Linked DNA regions of Anas platyrhynchos: region 2 is linked to region 1. Evidence: chromatin contacts called from public Hi-C data. All regions are on one chromosome and are shown on one strand. Each heading gives the region's core, a stretch centred on a gene start, on an enhancer-like site or on the middle of the called end of the contact. The rest is flanking DNA. Distances are from core to core; before and after follow the strand shown.

Region 1 (5,782 bases), core at 313-2,812:
GCGGCGTTCGGGGCTCTGACGGCTCAGGATTTTGGGATGGGAGACGTTTAAATCCCTTTGGGGGTTTTGCTGAGGTTTCCCCCCCAGGGAAGGATTTGGGGTGGAGAGGATGAGCAGATCCGAGCGCCGCTGTGGGCACCCATGGGTGCGCACCCCATATCCCACCCCCGCTTGCACCGAGGTTCCCCTGACCCCCGTAGGGATTTTGGGGAGCACCCAAGGGCGAGCAGAGCCCGCACATCCCAGGACACAAACTTGAAGGGTTTTGGGGTAAGGGGCACGCTGTAAAAAGGGTTAACAGCTCCAGTGGGACCAGCCCCAGGCGGAGGACACTGGTCCCAGTACGTGCTTCGGACTGGGATGGACGCTGCCCTGGGATGCTCGAGCTACAGGGGAGGGATAAAGTTTGGGGACCGGGGCTCTGCCTGCTCCCAGCCACCAAAAACCCCAAAATAAAAAAGTGGAAACCTCCAGCCTCACCAGCACCAAATTCAGAAGTTTTTTAGGGAAAAGCTGACCTCTGCTCATCCCATATCCCCCCAGCACAGCCAGGGGGCAGGTGGTTTGGTTTTGGGGCCAGCAGCCCCCCATAATAAAATAAATCCTTTATTCCTGCCCCCCCCTTAACCCAAAGGTGCCCACAGGGATTTGGGGCAGGGTTTCCCCTCCCCATGGGTTTCAGCTGAGCGAAAAAAAAAATAGGAACTGTGCAGAAACCCTTTAGGAACAGCACTTGGTGGCCGCTTTGGCCGCACAAGGGGGGATTTTTGGGCCCCCCAGTGGGACCAAGCTCGGCCCCCTCAGACCCCATTAGGGCTGGGGGACCAAATAAACCTTAATGAGACGGCGGTGCGGAAGCCAAACGATCCCATAAACGGTGCCAGGAGCAGTGAGGGGGTGGCAGCCCCCCAGCAGAAGCACGTCCGGCTGGGATTTTCCACCTCCACCCCAAAAAAATTATATAAAAAAAAAGAAAAAAGCCCAAATCCCACAGTTCCTACCCATTTTCCCAGCCGGTTACCGCAGAGTTTCTCATAACCTACTTTCCCCCCCCTCCTCTCCTGCCCTATATTCCTGGTGCGGCTGAAGCCGGGGGGGGGCTCCAACCTGGGAGGGGGGGCTCCATCCCACTTGGGGGGCAATCAATACACCCCCCCCCTTTTATAATTACTTTTTTTCTCTTTTTTTTCCTTTTTTCCCCGCTTTTCCAAGAAGCGCAGCACACCGAACCAGCCCCCAAAACAAGCATCCCCCCCCCAAACCTCCCCAAAACCTCCCCAAAACCCCCCAAAATCCCCTCTCCGCCCCCCCGGGGGGGGGGGAAATTCCCCCTTTACAACCCCAACCCGAGCCCCCCGACCCCAGAAACCCCCCCCCGAGGTGAAATACCCTCGGGGGGGGGGGGGGGGCACAGGGACACTCACCTGTCCCCCCCCTCATGGGGGTGACACCGGGGGGGTCCCGTCGGGGCCGCCCCCGCGGCCGCTGCTTTATGAATGGAGCCCACGGCGCGCTCCGGGCCCCCCCCCCGGCCCCGCCCCCTTTGTGACGTCACAATGCGGGGCTCCCCCCTCTTTGTGACGTCAGCGCCCCGCCCCGAGGATCTCCCCCCCCCCCCCGCCCTTTCCCACGGGCAGCGCCGCCTGGCGGGGGAGGGGGAGTGGGATCGGGGGTGGGGGGGGATTTTGGGGTGAAAAATAGGGGAAAAATTAAAATCGGGGTGGGCGGAGACGCCACGAGGCAGGGGATTTGAAGAAAATTGAGGTTTTTTTAATGATTTTTGCCCCCTTTTTTTTTTTTTTTTTTTTTTGGGGGGGTCTGCGGGGACACCCATGGGTGCTGGCCCCCATTGAGCCCCCAAATCCCGACCCCTTCCCCAGGGGTGACACCCTTGGCCCGGCGGTTTGGGGTTTTCTTCCTCCCACCGGAGTCTTCATCGCTGCCGGCCCTGGGGGACTTTGGTAACCCCCCCCCCCGGGGGGGGGTCCCCATCCTTGCCCTGTCCCAAGGAGGAACCCATGACCATGATAGGTGGTAGAGTCCCTATAGGGCACAGCAGGGAGTTTTGGGGTCCTCGGTGGGCAACGGGGACCGAGAGGTTACAAAACCCCATAGGAAATGTGGAGAGGGGGCAGAAAAAAAAAAATATTTTTTCCATTTCCCTCCATTATTCCCCCCCCCCAAACCCCCAGTGTGTCCCCATAGCGTCCCCAGCACATTTATGGGGTCCAGCAGTGATTTGGGGAAACTTTCACCCACATCCCAGCAGCTTCTCAGCATCCGAATCCCCCATTCTTGGGGGAAAAACCTACTCTGAACCCCAAAATCGCCTTTTCTGCCCCCATTGTGCGCTCCAGCTCCTCTTCCCATTTCTGCGCCCCCCCCCCCCCAAATAAATAGGGCTATTTCTATATATATAATATATATATATTTAAAACAAACGAACAAACAAACAGAGCTATCTGGGTGCTGGCGATGGAGCGAGCGGGTTAGCGGGAGGCCCTGGGGGGGCCACACAGTCCCTGGGGCGGTCCCGGAATAAGTGGGGAGGGGGTCACCGCCGTGCAGCAACCCCCCCATTTTATTTTATTTTATTTTATTTTTTTTAACCCCCCCCCCCAAAGCAGGCACACACAAAACCCGGGGAGAACGAGGCAGGGCGACGCTGTCCTCCTGCCATCCATCCCCCGGGGATGCTCGTTAAAGGCTTCGTTAGCTCCTTCCCAAGCAACGAGGTGCCCCCCCCCCAAAAAAAAATAAAGCAGCGCCCCGTGGTGGGGGGAGGCAGCTGGGGGGGGGTCCATCCATCCATCCATTCCCCCCCCAACCACCAGAGCACACAGAGAGCAGCCGGGCTGGAGAGATGAGACGTGCTGGGGCTAGGGGAGGTGGTCCTTGAGAAGAGGAAGGTGGGGGGGGGGGTGGTCCTTTGGGTGGGCGATTTGGGAGGAGGGGGGGGGTCCCCAGGGTGGGTGGCTGGGTGGCTGGGGGGGGGGTCGCCAGCCCCTCACACCCGCCAGAGGAGGAGGTGGTTGGTGCTGTCGTCGCGGCCCACGGTCTCGCTGCTGCTGGTCAGGCGGAAATCCTCGTAGCCGTCGCCGCCGCTGATCACCAGCATCTTGGCTTTGGGCAGGGCCAGGCTGGGGGCGCGGGGGCGAGCGGGGTCCCCCCGGGGTTCCGAGTCGCTCGGCTGCTCGGGGCCTGGGGTGGGAGAGGGGGGGGGGAATGGAGTAGGTGGGAGGGGGGCTTCTGGTGGTAATTAGCCCCTCCTGCCTCGCAATTAGCCCCTCCTATCTCATCTAGCCCCTCCCACTGCGGTTAGACACGCCCACTTTGATTAGCCCCTCCCACCCCAATTAGCCCCTCCCGCCCCAATTAGCCCCTCCCGCCCCAATTAGCCCCTCCCACTTCATATAGCTACCCTGGCCCCAATTAGCCTCTCCCACCCCAATTAGCCCCTCCCACTCCAATTAGCCCCTCCCACCCCCCAATTAGCACCACCCATTTCCATTTAGCCCCTCCCACCCCAAATAGCTCCCCGCCCCAATTATCCCCTCCCACCTCAATTATCCACTCCCATGTAGCTCCTCCCACCCCAAATAGTCCCTCCCATTGCCACATAGCTCCTCCCACCCCAATTAGCCCCTCCCACCCCAAATACCCCCTCCCATCCCAATTAGCACCACCCATTTCCATGTAACCCCTCCCACTCCCATGTAGCCCCCCCACTCCCATTAGCCCCTCCCAGCCCAATTAGCCCCTCCCACCCCAATTAGCCCCTCCCACCACATGTAGCCCCTCCCACCCCAATTAGCACCACCCATTTCCATTTAGCCCCTCCCACCCCAAATAGCTACCCCCACCCCAATTAGTCACTCCCACTCCCAATTAGCCCCTCCCACCCCAAATAGCCCCTCCCACTTCAATTAGCGCCACCCATTTCCATGTAGCCCCTCCCACCCCAAATAGCTCCCCACCCCAATTATCCCCTCCTACCCCAATTAGCCCCTCCCACTTCAATGTAGCCCCTCCCACTCCCATGTAGCCCCTCCCACTGCCATATAGCCCCTCCTACCCCAATTATCCCCTCCCACCCCAATTATCCCCACCCACCCCAATTAGTCCTTCCCACTCCCAGGCAGCCCCTCCCACCCAAATAGCTCCTCCCACCCCAAATAGCCCCTCCTATCCCCATGTAGCTCCTCCCACCCCAATTACCCCCTCCCATCCCAATTAGCATCTCCCATTTCCATGTAGCCCCTCCCACCGCACTGTAGCCCCTCCCACCCCAAATAGTCCCTCCCATTGCCACATAGCACCTCCCACCCCAAATAGCCCCTCCCACTCCAATTAGCCCCACCCACCCCATTAAACCTCTCCCACCCCATTAACCCCACCCACTCCTTTTAACCCCACCCACCCTTTAACCCCACCCACCCCCTTTAACCCCACCCATTAACCCCACCCACCCCATTAACCCCACCAACCCCATTAACCCCACCCACTCCATTAACCCCACCCACCCTTTAACCCCTCCCACCCCATTAACCCCACCCACCCCATTAACCCCACCCCCTTTAACCCCACCCACCCCCTTTAACCCCACCCACCCTTTAACCCCACCCACCCCATTAACCCCTCCCACCCCTATAACCCCTCCCACCCTTTAACCTCACCCACTCCCTTTAGTCCCTCCCACCCCATTAACTCCACCCACCCCATTAACCCCACCCACCCTTTAACCCCACCCACCCCATTAACCCCACCCATTAACCCCACCCACCCCATTAACCCCACCAACCCCATTAACCCCACCCACTCCATTAACCCCACCCACCCTTTAACCCCTCCCACCCCATTAACCCCACCCACCCCATTAACCCCACCCCCTTTAACCCCACCCACCCCCTTTAACCCCACCCACCCTTTAACCCCACCCACCCCATTAACCCCACCCACCCCATTAACCCCTCCCACCCCTATAACCCCTCCCACCCTTTAACCCCACCCACTCCCTTTAGTCCCTCCCACCCCATTAACTCCACCCACCCCATTAACCCCACCCACCCTTTAACCCCACCCACCCCATTAACCCCACCCATTAACCCCACCCACCCCATTAACCCCACCAACCCCATTAACCCCACCCACTCCATTAACCCCACCCACCCTTTAACCCCTCCCACCCCATTAACCCCTCCCACCCTTTAACCCCTCCCACCCTTTACCCCCACCCACCCTTTAACCCCACCCCCATTAACCCCACCCACCCCTTAACCCCACCCACCCCATTAACCCCTCCCACCCCATTAACCCCACCCACCCCATTAACCCCACCCACCCTTTAACCCCACCCACCCCCTTTAACCCCACCCACCCTTTAACCCCACCCACTCCCTTTAACCCCACCCACCCCATTAACCCCACCCACCCCATTAACCCCTCCCACCCCTTTATCCCCTCCTACCCTCCTGCCCGGGCAGCGGGAAGAGGAGGTCGAAGCCGTCGGGCAGGGGGATGGCGGCCAAGAAGCGGACGTGCCCCGTATGGCCCTGAGCCAACCCCACAAGCACCGGGGCCGCCTTGGCCGGCAGCGCCAGCGTCAGCACCACGCCGGCGCTCGTCCCGATCCACAGCAGCTCCTTGCAGGCCAGCAGCGCCGTGATGCGCAGGCACGCCGCCTTGTGCTGCCGGATGATGGCATCCGAGCCTGCGGGTGGGACGCGCCGTCAGCGTTGTCCCCCCCTCCCCCAAAAAAAAAACTCAGCCCGCCCCGCGCAAC
Region 2 (5,585 bases), core at 56-2,555, 170 kb before region 1:
GGTAGTAGAGCAGGCTGCCGTCCAGGTACAGCACGAACCAGTTCCTCTTCCAGCGCCGTAGGATCGAGCCTAAAAGGGATCGAGCGGGATTTGTAGGATCGTGCAGTCCCACCCCATTTGGGGTGCAGCCAACGCCGTCCCCCAAATCCCCCCGGGGACGCCTGGCGGCGGTGACGACCCCGACAGCGCGGCCAGGTGGTTTCGGTGATGCGCTTGGAGCAAACCCCAAAAAGCTGCCAAAAAAAACCTATAGGATGCCTCCGTGCTGCTCTGTAGGATGCGGAACGGCCCCATCCGTGCTCTTGGGGTTCCTCTCCTCTCTGTGATCCCCCCCCCGGCACCCCAAAGCTCCCCACTCACTCTGCCGCCAAAGCCAGCCGCTCTTCACCAACGCCATGGCCACGGGGTGGTTTTTGGGATCTGTAGGGTCGAGGGGAAACAGTGGGGTTAGGGGAGCAGCTCCCTGTTTGCCTGCACCCCGTTCCCTGTCCCCCTTTTTGGGGTTTGGTAATCTGGGGAGCGCTCGGGCGGGGAGAGCTCCGGCCACCTTGCTCCGTGCCCCTATAATCTCCTCGGGATTTAGGGATTATCATCCCGAGGAGGTAACCACCCCCCCGAATCCCCCCCCGGTAACTTTCCACGGCCCCCGCTCGTTTGTTTTCCCTGCCTGGATGGAAATTAGTCCTTAATGAGGCCGTGAAATCATTGCTCCCCGGGGCCCCGAGCACCACCCCATATCCCCATCCCCCTGTACCCCACCCCCTTGTACCCCATCCCCTTTTAACCCCATCCCCGGCACTTTTATCCCCTTGTACCCCATCCCTGCACCCCCACCCCATTAATCCCAGCCCGATCCCACCACCCCCTTATCTCCCACCCCCTCGTACCCCGTCCCTAGCACCCCTATCCCCCGCTACCCTAACTCCTAGGACCCCCATCCCTTTGGAACCCCATCCCCGGACACTTTTATCACTTTTTACCCCACAAAACCCCCTTTTTACCCCACAAAACCCCCTTTTTACCCCCTCCCCAGTTTCCCCATCCCCCTGTCCCCCATCCCCTACCACCCCTCTCCCCTTTTCACCCCATCCCTTTTCACCCCATCCCCGCTACCCCCATCCCCTGACTCTCCCCTTCCCTCTCCCCATCCCCGTTCCCCCCCAAACCCTCCCAAAACCCCCAAAACCCCCCTGGGCACCCCTCACCGAGCGGCAGCAGCACGGCGGGTCCCCGCTAAGGGTTGCGCTCTGCTCCCGCTGCCCGTCCCTACCCACACGCACGGGGCTTCGGGAGCTGTAGTCCTGCTCGGGGAACGCGGCCTAAAGAGCTGCAGAGTCCCCAAAGGACCACGATGGTTTTGGGATCAGGTTTTGGGGTCGCTGGGCACGGTGGTGCAGCCAGGAGGGATGCCCTGGGGATGTTGGTGCAGGGGGGCGATGCTGCGGATGGCCCCCGCATCGCCTGCGGCCCTAAAAGCAGCTGTGGGGTCGGGGTTGGGTTGAGATTCGCCTGCCCCGATGCGAAATCCCAAAAAAAAAGCAGGGCTGGGAGGAGCGGGGGATCCGTGAGGAGGTTGCGGCTCCAAACCCTGAGCCCCCCCTGACCTCGCCGAGCTTTAATCCCCCCTGCGGTGCCCATGGGGAAAAGCTGGGAAAAAAAAACCCTAAAAAACACTGAGCTCGTGGCACGGGTGCTGTTTTTTTTTTTTTTTTTTGGGGGTCTGTCGCTGCTGCTGCCACAGGTGGGGGTCCCATGGGTGCCATAAGCACAAATTTGGGGTGACGGAGAGGGGGCGGCAGCCCCAAAACCCAGCTCCTCTTATCCTCTGCTCCTCGTCCGTAAAAGCCATACACACACACATAAATTGTGTCTATTCCCGCTGTGCAGGCGTTAAAATCCCAACCAAGTTATTTATAAGCAGGGTGATAATTAATATTAATATGGAATTAATATATGGGCTGATAATTAAGATGTTTATTAAGCTTTCAGCAGCCCTAAAGGCAAAAAAAAATCATTGATTCCGGCTTTTTACTATAAAAACCTTTCCCCTCCCCTCCCTCCAGCGCTGGCTTTACAGCCATAAATTGGTAAAATTTGTTCTGCCATAAATTGGTAAAAAAAAGACTTTCTTAGGTCAAACTTTGGCTGAAAATTTAATTCATTTGAGGCCAATGTTGATCGGACCCTCGGCCGGGCGCTGCGTTTGGTGCGATGGAGCCCCAAAAGGTTTTCTTCTGCGCACGGGGCTGGGATAATTTGTCTCCTTGACAAGTTTATTCCGAGAAGAGACAAAAAAAAAGGTGGAAAAGAGCAGAAGTAAAACCTGCAGGGAGCAAAAAATCAGGGCAGCGGGAAGCCGTGGCAGGCGTCGGGACCTTAAAACCAAAAGCAAGGCCATAAAAACCTCCCCGAATCGCTCAGCTCTCCTCTGGGGACGAACACGGTGGTGGTGCAGGATTTGGGGGGCTGATTTATTTATTTTTGTTGCAAACTGTCTGTTTTTTGGTGTTATTTTTGAGCTGCCTGGGATAAATTTGGGGCACGGTGGCTGGAAACGGTGATTTGGGGACTTTAAGGGGTCGCTTTTCTTTACAGCTGGCAAAGCTGGGAGGGTGGGAGAAGGGAGGTGGCCTCAAATGCTTGTGGAGGAGGACCGAATTTGTGGCTTTGCCCAAATTTTTGTAGTAATCAGGTGGAGCTAATTAGGAGAAACCCACTTGGAGACTTCCAGCTTGGAGAAACCCACTTGGAGACTTCCTCCAGGTAGGCTCCCAGGAGGCGCCTTGGGGCTGTGTTAGCGATGCTTGGAGTTTTGGGTGTAAAATGAGGGATTTCTGAAACTGTTCACACATCTCACACGACCAAGTGGAGCAGTGAAGGAGCAGGGGGGATCGGGACGTCGTCCCTTGAGGAATCGCCTTTGTACCAACTCTTTGCACCCCCAAATTTTGCCTCAGCCTCCTTGTGCCCCACAGGAGCCCTTGGGCAGGTGAGGAGGGGATGGGAATGGGCCCAAGGACATCAGTGGGGCCAGGACACTGCAATATTTTTTTTTTTTTTTTTTTTTTTTTTTTTTTTGTCACATGTCTTTATAGATGATTTGGATGAGGGAACTGAGAGCACCCTCAGTAAGTTTGTGTATGGCACCGAGCTGAGGTGCTCATCCCCCTGCTGAGGCCGCCCCTCGAGTGTTGGGTTCAGCTTCGGGCCCCTCACTCCCAGAAGGACATCGAGGCCCTGGAGCCTCTGCTCACAGGGAAGCAGGGCCAGGAGCAGAGGGAACGGCCTCGAGTTGTGCCAGGGGAGGCTCAGGTTGGCAATGAGGAGCCATTTCTGCTCAGCAAGAGCGCTCAGGCCTTGGGACGGGTTGCCCAGGGAGGTGGGGGAGTCCCCGTCCCTGGGGGTGTTCAAGGAGAGGTTGGACGTGGTGCTTGGGGACAGGGCTTGGTGGGGACATTGGTGGTAGGACCAGATGATTTTGGAGGTTTTTTTCCAACCCCAATGATTCTGGGATTCTGTATGTTGGGATGGGTCAGTGACCAGGAGTGAATAAAACCTATGTGCACCCATAGTGTGCTGTTTATGAGCCCCCATATCCCACTGGGTGCTGCTTTGATACAACACTCGGCATCACCCCAGACCAAAATCACCTGAAGGGACATTTTGGGAGGGCTGGGAGCTTCGGGCAGGACATGGGGACAGGGACGGGGACATCCCCCTGCGGCACCACAGTCCCTGCACCGGGGTCCTGAGGCAGATGTTGACCTGCAGGGACTTCATTGCCCACCTTTTGCATGCCAGCACTTGCCGAAAAGCATTTTGTGTTTGTATTTTGTGTTTGTTTGTGTTTTTTTTTGTGTGTTTTGTGTTGTAGGAAAGTGCTCCGGCCCTAAAAGCGGGGTGCTGAGCACTGGGGCGCTGTGTGATGGGGATGCACTGCACCGCTGCTGCTGGTCCTTCCTAAAAGGATTTATTTGATTATTTATTGATTTATTTGTTTATTTATGTATTTATTTGTTTATTTATGTATTTATTTGTTTATTTATTTATTGGTGGCCGCTCCCAAGGAACAACCCCCCCCCCCCCTCCCCTCAGCTCTCCCCCTCAGGGCTCTCCCCGCGTGAGGCGATGCGGGCTAACCGCCGCACGGGGGGGTTCAAAACACACTTTTCCTCTTTATTTTATGCTTCTACTTGATTTTACACGCCTTTACAAGCCTGCCCGGCCTCCCTATGAACCGGGCCGGGCCGAGCCGGGCTCACTGAGGCTACCCGGGGGCTGTGGGTGATGGGGCCCGGCCTGACGGGGCCCCTCACAGCCCGGCCACCCTCAGCGGCCTCCCCCCCCCTTGAACTACAACCCCCAGCATGCCCCGCGGAACTACAACTCCCGGCATGCCTCGCTCCACCCCCCCCTCCGCACTACATCTCCCATCAAGCACCGCGCCTCCCCGCCTCCCCCCCTCCTCACGTCTACCCGCGCCGGGACTACACTACCCATAGTGCCCCGCGGCGGGCGGCCGGCAGGCGGGCAGCGCCCGCGGAGCGCGGGGCATGCCGGGAGTTGTAGTCCGGGAGGCGGCGGTAACGGTCCCGCTGCAGTTCGCCCCCCCCCTTTTTTTTTTTTTTTTTTTTTTTTTTTTTTTTTTTTCGGTCCCCGCCTGCCGCCGCCGCCCCCTCCTCCCTTCAGCGGCTGCGGGCAGAGGCAGGAGGCGCCGCGGAGGCAGCGGGAGCCGGGGACGGAGAAGCCGCAGGTGAGATTTGGGGGGGGGGGGGGGGAGGCAGGGAGGGGACCCCCCCCCCTCAGGGGGCGGCTGAGGCGAGTCCTGAGGCGAGGGGGGGGGGAGGGGGGGAGAATGAGGTGAGGGGGGGGCGATATGGGGTGAGGGGGCGATATGGGGTGAGGGGGGACGTGGTGAGGGGGGGGGGAGTTGGGTTTGGGGCCAGAAAGGGGCAAAACGGGGTCAGCAGCAGCCGGGGACAGCACCCAAGGGTGCTTGGGGGGGCTGGGGGTACCCAAGGGGGTGCTGAGGGTACCCAAAGGGGCTGGGGGACATTCAAGGGGGTGCTGAGGGCACCCATGGAGGCCGGGGGGGCACCTAATGGGGTGCTGAGGGCACCCAAAGGGGTGCTGGGGGCACCCAAGGGGGCTGGGGGGGCACCTAAGGGGGTGCTGAGGGGGTTGGGGGGCACCCAAGGGGGTGCTGGGGGTACCCATGGGGGTGCTGAGGGCACCCAAAGGGGCTGGGGGTACCCATGAGGGTGCTGAGGGCACCCAAAGGGGCTGGGGGTACCCATGGGGGTGCTGAGGGCACCCAAAGGGGCTGGGGGGCACCCAAGGGGGTGCTGAGGGCACCCAAGGGTGCTGGGGGGCAGCCCTGGTTTACCCCCAGCAAAACCCCGCTGGGATTCCTGTCCCCAGTGGGGTCCAAGCCAAATTTCGCCTCTTCCCCTCGTGCTGGGGGGGTTCTCGCCTTGGTTTGTGGATGCACCCAGCCCCGTTTGGACCCCATAATTTGTTTTTGGGATGTCGGCACCGCTGGGTGATTCGGGCAGGCTGTGGGATGCTCCCAGCTTCTTAAAATC

The links. Hi-C and Micro-C count contacts between places; a contact is called where the count stands out from the background.
Region 2: a contact with region 1 is called in a Hi-C map of skeletal muscle, with 2.7 times the contacts expected there. The contact joins the promoter of PLEKHB1 here to the promoter of RELT in region 1. A contact is called at or near these places in 5 of 8 Hi-C or Micro-C datasets (F5 follicle, liver, skeletal muscle and 1 more).

The regions. Positions count from the first base shown.
Region 1 is chr1:205,638,774-205,644,555 of IASCAAS_PekinDuck_T2T, reverse strand. It overlaps RELT (RELT TNF receptor), which reads right to left and starts at 1,562. Exons shown (of 12, transcript XR_011806594.1): 1 at 1,425-1,562. ARHGEF17 (Rho guanine nucleotide exchange factor 17) reads right to left here. Exons shown (of 21, transcript XM_072032927.1): 20 at 5,468-5,710; 21 at 2,435-3,201. The coding sequence ends at 3,008.
Region 2 is chr1:205,811,139-205,816,723 of IASCAAS_PekinDuck_T2T, reverse strand. It overlaps PLEKHB1 (pleckstrin homology domain containing B1), which reads right to left and starts at 1,305. Exons shown (of 7, transcript XM_027462307.3): 1 at 1,206-1,305; 2 at 361-420; 3 at 1-69. The coding sequence starts at 397. FAM168A (family with sequence similarity 168 member A) reads left to right here and starts at 4,617. Exons shown (of 8, transcript XM_072032931.1): 1 at 4,617-4,753.